Linked DNA regions of Mus musculus: region 1 is linked to region 2. Evidence: chromatin contacts called from public HiChIP or PLAC-seq data. All regions are on one chromosome and are shown on one strand. The core of a region is the stretch at or near the end of the contact, and the rest is flanking DNA. Distances in the headings are between cores, read along the strand shown.

Evidence for each region. HiChIP or PLAC-seq counts read pairs in DNA pulled down with a chosen protein or histone mark.
Region 1: a contact with region 2 is called in an H3K27ac HiChIP or PLAC-seq map of microglia, with 5 times the contacts expected there. The contact joins the promoter of Mastl here to the enhancer-like site in region 2. A contact is called at or near these places in 2 of 39 promoter capture datasets (the C10 cell line and pre-B cells), 2 of 115 datasets of contacts at active chromatin or transcription factors (embryonic stem cells and microglia) and 3 of 9 other capture datasets (adipose tissue, liver and macrophages).

Annotation. Positions count from the first base shown.
Region 1 is chr2:23,153,223-23,158,044 of GRCm38.p6, forward strand. Mastl (microtubule associated serine/threonine kinase-like) reads right to left here and starts at 2,802. Exons shown (of 12, transcript NM_025979.4): 1 at 2,457-2,802. The coding sequence starts at 2,639. Yme1l1 (YME1-like 1 (S. cerevisiae)) reads left to right here and starts at 3,283. Exons shown (of 19, transcript NM_013771.5): 1 at 3,283-3,509. The coding sequence starts at 3,477.
Region 2 is chr2:22,859,125-22,863,439 of GRCm38.p6, forward strand. All of the region lies in intron 10 of Apbb1ip (amyloid beta (A4) precursor protein-binding, family B, member 1 interacting protein), which reads left to right. Among named protein-coding and RNA genes, the nearest start is that of Gm52503, 32 kb to the right of the region's middle. Within about 2 kb of position 2,322, at least 7 of the 459 cell types and tissues checked have an H3K27ac peak or open chromatin away from gene starts, as enhancers often do. A contact at or near this core is called in microglia, where this site is marked.

The sequences.
Region 1 (4,822 bases), core at 1,552-4,051, 290 kb after region 2:
AGGTCTCTCTCTCCCAGCAATGAAGAGAGATTAACAAATCAAGCCAACAACATGATTCTACCTATCATCTCACTGGCAGAAGCTCTATGAAGCTTATGAGGTGGTACCATGCCAAGGTACCCAAAATATTTTCAGGAGAGATTAACTGGTGTTTTCGTATCAATAATTAATGACTGCTTGAGGTGTTAAGAGAAGGAAAAGCAAATATCTCAGCAACATACAAAGTAACAATTTCAGTGAGTTGAGTTTGGAAAATCAGAGAAGGTTTCCCGGGAATTAAGTAAACCTCAAAACAAAACAATGGCTGAAAAGCCTAGAAAGGTAGAACAAAAGCAGTTAAGAAGGAAGCAGGATAAACTTAAGTCCTGAGGTGTGGAAATAAGTCATGGCTTTGAGGGACCAGTTAGTTGCCTGGATGTTGCTTTAATATAGGTTAGGTGGAAGATAAAGTAGAGATCAAGGGCCAAAAATTGGGAATCTGACTGAATTTTTAAGGACCCTGGATTTTGGCCTGCAAACTGCAACCTAAAGAATGGATTAAAGTAAAGTTAATGATTCTAGTTAGGAAACTACTCCAACCAACTAAGTACAGAAATTCAAGCCGATGAGCCTCAAACCACCAGGCAAATGAAAAAGGAGGAGGAGGAGGAGGAGGAAGAGGAAGGAGAGGAAGAGGAAGAGAAGAAGAAGAAGACATCAAAGACCATACATTGTATGATTCCATTTATGTGAACTATCCAGAAAAGGCAATCTTGCAGAGATAGAAGGTGAGTTGGTACATAGGGCTTGTTGGTACATGCCTGTAGTCGCTTCACTTAGGGGATGGAGCCATACGTATCAGTAATTTAAGGCTTGTCATGCTCAGTTCCATCATATGTCTGAGGCTATTTGGGACTGTCAAAGAGAGACAGAAAACAGAGAGAAGAGGGATAGTAGTTACCTGCTGACATATTAAGGGAAGAGGTACTGTGAATAGGCAAAAAGGTAATTTTTTGGGCTATGGAACTATTCCTTAAAACTGTTTTTTTTTTTTAAAAAATTCATTTATTTATTATATGTAAGTACACTGTAGCTGTCTTCAGACACTCCAGAAGAGGGCATCAGATTTCGTTTAGGCTGGTTGTGAGCCACCATGTGGTTGCTGGGATTTGAACTCAGGACCTTTGGAAGAGCAGTCGGCGCTCTTAACCACTGAGCCATCTCACCAGCCCCTAAAACTGGTTTTCAATACTATTTAATTTACAAAAGTCATCACTGAACAAGTAAGTGGGGAGAAATCCACTTGTGAATGAAAAAAGCAAAACAAAACAAAAACAAAACATTTTTTTCCAGAGGGACAACAGGAACAAAGGGTATGTGGTGTATTGATGAAATATATAAGGGCAACTCAAGTTTCTAGCCTGAAGGGTAGAGGTGACATTGGTACTATTAAAGGGAAAGAAGCAAAGGAAGAGGTCATTTAGGTAGTCAGGTGAAGGGGCTGCTTATCTTAACTGTGTGCTAGTCTCCAAGCACTGGGTACCAGGAATCTGAGCCAGCCAGTAGCCTCCTTTGTCATGTTTACAATGTAATGTTCTCATTACAAAGTAGTAATGAGAAGCTAGGGTGGACAGAACAATTTTAAGTGAACACTGACTGTTTTTACGATCACATATAGATAAGAAACGCTTGATTTAGGACACATTTCTTTCTACTTGCTCTATAATAAATGAACTTACAGCTTACGTATCACGATGGAAATCTTGAGAAGCAAAAATTTTGGTTTTGCATCACTTGCTCCTGCTTATCAAAGAGCTGGAATTAAAGCATCATCGGAAAGTGACCATTACAAACGTAATCAAAGTACCGAAGTTAATCCAGGTGAAGCTCAAGTTAGTAAAAAAGCAAAACAAACTCACAATCCCGGTGATACTTTAAATAAATAATACTACAATTAAAAACTTTCACAATATAAATTGTGTCACAGAAAATTCGAATATAATGCAGCTTCCTTTTGGTAAGAGTGAGATTTGAACTGTCTACAAACCAATCTTGTTTGTGATAGCAAGATTTCGGCTATTATGTATGTCAAACAAGGAAAACATAACCAACAAGTACTTAAGGCCGTTTTGATTTGAAACATGACTCAGGAGTCATGGGTGTGGCTTCAAGCCTCTGCCTTCAGTCGCAGTTTTCTCATTTGTTAACAATGGCCAGGGCACAGTTGGGTAAGTTTTGCTATTTTCACTGGGTTAATGATTCTCAGTATACAGAGAAGGGCAGGGCAAGGGAAAGGACAGACACCTGCTCACTGCAGTCTGCCTAAACGCCCACAGTCAACAAGCAGGACTGTGCAGGCTTCTGTAAGCCGGGCATTCCAGGCTAGTGGTACAGCAGCTCCAGAGTTTGTTCAACAACTCAAAAGGGAGGTCCGCGAGGGAGGACCATTTAAGACCTTCTCGCTTCTGACTGCCTACCTTCACTGCGTACAACTTGCCGCCTTTCTGTCCCAGGTACACTTTCCCGAATGCACCACGGCTAATGGGCTTCACTATGGTGAACTCCTCAATGGAGGGTGGTCTTGGTACCGGGATCCTACTCACGCACTCCTCTATCGCCGCACCTCCTTCATTCTCCTCACTTGCCGAGGCGGACTCCATTGCTGCACAGCTCGCCCTGCAGCAGCAACTCCCGCCAGCTAGATTCAAAAGGTTTCGCCTACGCCGGACGCCTCCCGTGACGTCACCGCGCGTCTGCGCTCTGCCGGCTCCCTGTAAGCAGGCATCGACGGGTGGGGGCCGGCGGCACTGCTGGGCGCAGTCTGCGGAGCGCTAGGCGGAGCCGGCGGCGCTGCCGGAAGGGGCGCTGGGCGGGGCTCAGCCGCGGATACACGGGCTGTTTTTGTGACGAGGCAGTGCATTCTGGCCAATGAGCAAGGGACTAAGACTTTATGTAGTCTGGTGGGGTCCTTCCGAGTCTCAGTCAAGATCTGCAGTTCTCCCTCCCTCCGCATGAGCTAGAAGCCAGGCCGACTGTTAAGTAAAGCAATGGCTAGGGATGATGTGTGGAAGCTAGCGAAGCCACAGAATGTGGAGAGCCTGGGTGAGCGTTAAGTGCGTTTGACCGCGTACTGAATTCAGAAACAGAGTAGGAGCGACTAGAAGAACATCCAATTTATTGTGGAGGTGGTGATAGGAACCTCGAAAAACCACCCCAAAGTGACAGAGTCCCCGGAAGAGGCGGAGCGCTGACGGGCGGGGGCGGGGTGAACGCGGAGGCTTGCTCCGGAAGCACTGTACCTATGGTCTTCCGGGGCAGATGTCGTCGTAGCAGCTGTCGGGAGGGGAAGCCATTTTTTCGTTTCTGGGAGGAGTAAGGGAGAAACTGGGAGAAAAGCAAAGAGAAATAAAGAGAAAATAAAAGGGCTCAGCCCCTTTCCTCGGAGCTGAAGCTAAGAAGCAGTTTCGGCTGGCCGGTAAGATCTCGAGGGCCCGGAGATGTTCTCCCTGTCGAGCACTGTGCAGCCTCAGGTGAGCCCAGCATTCAGGCGTTTTCCTGCGTCCCTTTTGCGACTTTTCCCCGGATGCTGTAGTAGAATCGGTGTTTCTGAAGCAAAATTAGTGAGGGAAGCGACGAACCCTGTTTGAGTCGCAGGCTGAAAAGGAGATCAGGGGACAGTGCTGAGACTATGACCTGACACTAACCGTGGTGAACATCACATAGCGTATCCACTGGCTTGCACAGAATTTCTGTTGACAATTCAGGGACTGTTTAGGGTTGGACAGTCTGAGATGGGGATTTGTGAAATCTGCGAGAAAGGTAAAGAAGACAGTGTTCTTTCCATCCATCTATTTCTGATTACCCTTTTTTCCTTTCAAGCCGAATTTAGTTCAAACATACTCTAATAATTCGAATAGCATCACAATTTCTTTCTTTCTGGGTAGAATTAACTTGTGCACATTTTTGAATCATTAGATTCTTGCAATTAAATTTTAAACATTTTTTAAAAAATCAGGACCCAAATTATGTTAATTTTTCCTTGTTTCATTAAAATTTGTTTTCTTTTTGGGGGGGAAGGTGTTAACAATGTTTAATTAATTAATTAATTATATTTTATTTTTTGAGGCGAGGTTTCATTGTCTATCTTTGCTGTCCTAGTCCTTATTATGTCCAGGCTGGCCTCCTAAGTGTTGGGATCATGGCTCCCACCACCATCACACCAGATGCACCATCAACTTGTCTTGAGGATTATTCCTTGGGAGGCAGGCAGAGAATCTAGAGATGTTACATAGTGAGACTTGTCTCAAAAGACTGCCCCCCCAAATGTTCGTTACATCTTACTACCTGCCTCTTTTTGTGTTCCTATGGAATTGGTAGACTAATGGAGAAAGGAATTGCTTAGCTGCTACTTAGGCAGCAAGCGAACCAAGCAAATGTAGATTTCTCCTAGTCACTGGAAATAAAGATGAACAATAAACGGATATTTCGCCGGGCGTGGTGGCGCACGCCTTTAATTCCAGCACTTGGGAGGCAGAGGCAGGCGGATCTCTGAGTTCAAGGCCAGCTTGGTCTACAAAGTAAGTTCCAGGACAGTCAGGGCTACACAGAGAAACCCTGTCTCGAAAAACCATAAGTAAATAAATAAATAAATAAACGGGAATTTCAGGCAGACAGAAAAATATAAATATAAAATCCTGTGAGGAACAAAAGTCAGGCCCATGTGGCAAGAACAGAGTGGCTAAAGGGAGGTTGGAGAGAAGCCTTGAGGCAGTTACAGAGTTCGATTCATTTGATTTCTGTGACCAGGTTGTCATTTGGAGGCTTGCTCTGGCTTCTTGTGTGG
Region 2 (4,315 bases), core at 1,072-3,571:
TACAGAGCTCTGGACTTAAGACTAAGGTAAGTTTGCATTTGTTCTTAGTCTTGTTTTGTTTTGGTTTGTTTTGTTTTGGTTTGTTTTGGTTTGGTTTGGTTTTGGTTTTGGTTTTGGTTTTTTGGTTTTTTTCAAGACAGAGTTTCTCTGTATAGCTCTGGCTGTCCTGGAACTCACTCTGTAGAGCAGGCTGGCCTCGAACTCAGAAATCCACCTGCCTCTGCCTCCCAAGTGCTGTTCTTCGTCTTAATAATTCAGCCAAGTCAAATATTCAATAATTTGTCTTCATCCACAATTAGCATTGCTTATTGTAATCAAATAATTGCCTGGAATTCGTGGCTTCATTAAGGGCTCAATATTATGCCCGTCTTTCCATTGCTGTGTACCCACTTTTAGTAATTTATCAATAATTTTTACAATAATGAACACCATACCAGCCTAGTCAGCATGACACTCCCTGGAGGGTCTCATCCAGGGCCTTATAATTCCTGGGAGACATTGGTTATACCTAGAGACATTCTGATATTCATAACTCGGGACAGAGACCAGGCACTACTTCCTGGCATCTAACAGAAGCCAGAGACATTAGATATTACTAATGCAGGAAACAAGCCCACAACCAGATGACCTGGCCCCCAATATTGACATTGATATTGTTGAGAAATCCTGTGCTCATAATGTGAAGCTCAGAACCAGGGCTGTAAAGGGACTGAAGCAAGGCAGAGTGCTAAACTCATTCACTCACTCATTACTTATGGAGTGGCAGCTGTGTTCTGAGAACATTCCAGGTGTAGAGAAAACAGGAGTAAACCAAATGTACAATGAGCCCTATTTTGGAGTTTAAGGTCAGTGTGAGGAACTGACAGTGAAGAAAAGCATGTGCTGAGATGTCAGGTAACAAATACAGATGTGATTCAAAACAGGGAGGAGTGGGTTAGAGCTGACCAGAGCTGGGTCAGGCTCCCCTCAGATAGGGGCAGGGAGGTGTTGACATTTGGCAAAAGACATAAATGAAGTGATATGGGAATTGTAACTGAAGGAAAACACTCTAGAACAAGAACCGTAATGGTAAAGGTCCTGGTGAGGTCAGAAGGAGGATCGCCAAAGACAGCACCCTGTCTCTTGGATTTTGTGCATCCATGTCCATTGCTTATGAGAGGGCAGTGAGAATAATAACAGCAAACAATTATAAAGCATTCTGTTCATGGATATAGAACTTGAGCTGTAAGTGGCCAAGTCTGAATGGGAGCTCAGCAGTGCAGCTCAGGTGCTATTCTTCCAGATACTTTTCAATCAGATTTCAGATTGTCAGCGATGGTACAGGCCAGAATGGTTGCCAACAACCTGGGAGCTTCCCTTATTCTCATAGACTGACTCCAGTGAAACTGAATCCCTGACTCTGTGCAGAAAGGATTTTAGGATGAGCCTGTTTGAAGTAGAGTGGGAGTTTATTTGAGCACACAGGTTGATAGAAAGAGGGTCGCTGTGGGCTTTTCAAGGAAGAAACGCTTCCATTTGAGTGACCTTCATGTTATACCTTAAGCATTGATAAGAAATGTTTTCTATCTTCTTTTCAGTAAACCAGAGTATAGCATAGCTCCAAAGGTATCTTGAGAGGGGATTAAAATCTGATAAGACCAAAACATCAGCCACAGAGTTTCACAAAGCAGTTAAAAACTGTCTTTTAATATAAATCGTATTTCTGCTGTGATCCATAGAAAACATTAGGTTTGCAGCTGGGAACAAAGAAAAGCCTTGGATATACTTGAGTGGGATTCTCACCATATTGCTGCTCTCTGTGAGAATTCATATCCTAGCCACAGTTCCAGCTACTGGGTATGCAAAATATCCCCAGGCTGCAGTAATGATCTCACCTTTGGACAGCAGCAGTGACTGCAAATCTAAGGACACCTCGGCCACCACCTTCTAGACACTGACCCGACCTCCTCTCCATCCTCAGCAATCTCTCCCCAAATTAATGACCTCATCATCTCCACATTAGTCTTCCACTCACTTCTTCCCTAACACATTACCAATTGGCTTAAAGATAGTCGAAATTTAGTGCTCTTGCATTTTAAAATCAGAATTGGGGGAAGAGAGCTTGCTATGCAAGCTTCAGTTCAGTGTCTGGAACCATAGTGGCAGGAGGGAACTGACTCCCAGAAGTTGTCCTCTGACCTACACACACACACACACACACACACACACACACACACACACATACATACACACTCAGGACTAGAGCCCCGCATAGTGACTTCCAACACTAAGGAGTCCCAGTCAAGGCTCTCCTGGGTAGCATGAGATCATGTCTTAAAAAGGAACAAAGAAAAAAAGCTGAGTTACTTCCTGAAAAGTCTGGAGCCATCTGTTCTATGCCTTTCCCCAGGATTCTGGAAGTTTCCAACAGCCCTCGAATTCCTTGTCTTGAAGCTACATGACACTAGTCCCCTTGTTCATCAGCGCACGGTCATCATTGTCACTGTGTGTGCCTGCATCTATTTCTCTTCATCTTCTTGTAAGGAAGGAGAGTCATAGGATTTAGGACATATACCAGTTCAATATAACTTCATCTTAACCTGACATCTACAAACTTGCTTCATACACAGTGAGGTGGCATTTACTTTTCAGCGGACACAGATCTGTAATAGCCACGTGCTTTACCAAGCTCTGAACAGAGAGATCAGCCTCAGATCCCTTCATCTTCCAATCCTTGAAGCAGCAGTCCTGATTTTCTATCAGCGTCTTCCTTACTCCTTCCTTTGTCTGGTCATCCTTAAGTTCATCATCTAGGTCAACCTCAGCATCATTGCAGTTTTAAAATATCAGTAACACCAGAGCCTAGAAACAGTCCTGCCTCAGCTCCTTTCCACCTTAGATTCTGCCTCTTTCCAAACCTTCCATGGAATTTATTGACATTCTCCAAACATTCTAACACTCATTCAATATGATTTTTCAGTCTTTTTCAAACTTTTATTATGAAATCACAGAATAACCACACTTTTGTTGGCATTTGTCTCTGCGTTCCATCTTTTTACATGCCTGGGGGTTATATTGTCAACTCCCAGGGCTTAAACAAAAGAGGATTTTATTCTAATTTTTATCCTGATGTTACCTTTACCCCAAGTCAAGTTGTTTAACCTTGTCTGATGCTCTCTTTCCTCATTTGTGAGTTTAGAGGACATTAGGATCCCCTTTAGCAAGAATGTTCTGCAATGGCCTTGACATTACACACTCAGAGCTTCTATTATTCAAGATCAGAGACAAGGATCACGAGGAAGATTCCAGCTGGTTGGCATTGATTTTGTGTTTTCTTTAAGCCCTTTTGTAAGTAATTTCTCAATCAAAGGCTGAGTTATACAGAAGTAAGTAAGGTGAGGTGACCAAGGCTAGCATTGTGACAGGCTCTGAGACTTTGTCACAGAGCCCGAAGAACCTCTGAAGTGTGAACTTGGTGTCAACCAGATAGCTCACCTCAGAACCACGAAGTTAGAGGATTGGAAGAAATGTAGTGGCCCTTTATTTTATATTAAAAGCCACCTGATTTCTGGGTACAACCACGTTTTCCTGTAGTTAGGTGAATAACATACTTAAATAGTTCACTGTGCTTCTTAAGTGGAGTGGACACCTCGACACAAATAACTGGTGCACTTTGCACAGTTTGCTTGACTCCTATGATATGCACAAAACCCAAAAAATGGAATATTTAATATTAAGAGTAAACTAAAGGTAACAATATCAAATTTCTAAATATCTCTGAAGGAAAAATTAGACACTTTCTTCTTCGTGATTTTACTGATTTTTACATGTCTGTAGTATCTATGTAAATGTATGTGTATACATGTGTGCAAGTACACACAAATAGAGGTCAGAAGAGGACATCTGACATCTTCTTCTAAGACTCTATGTCTATTGCATTAAAACAGGGTCTCTTCCTAAACCTGAACCTCAGTTCTCAGTTAGGTAGAAGCCAGTAAACCCCACCCGACTCGGAGCTGGAATACCCAGCTTGTTATGGGGGTGCTGGGATCCAAACACTGGTAGTTTTCATGACTGAAGAGCAAACCCTATCAGTTGTTGAGCCATTCCCTCGAGCTCACCCTGTGCTTTCATAGGAAGAATTTAAATATTAATTACTGGCCAATGTCCTGCTCACATGTTAGTCAGAGCAGAGACTCTGTTGTAAGTCGGGCATCTGAGGTCCTGGTACTGAACGGTGAGCCCTTGATTTGGTTTTGCAGATTTCTTTGTTGAGGATGCTGCAGACATCTACAGAACGTCACATTCTAGCTACCAAGTGCCTGATTCACACTTG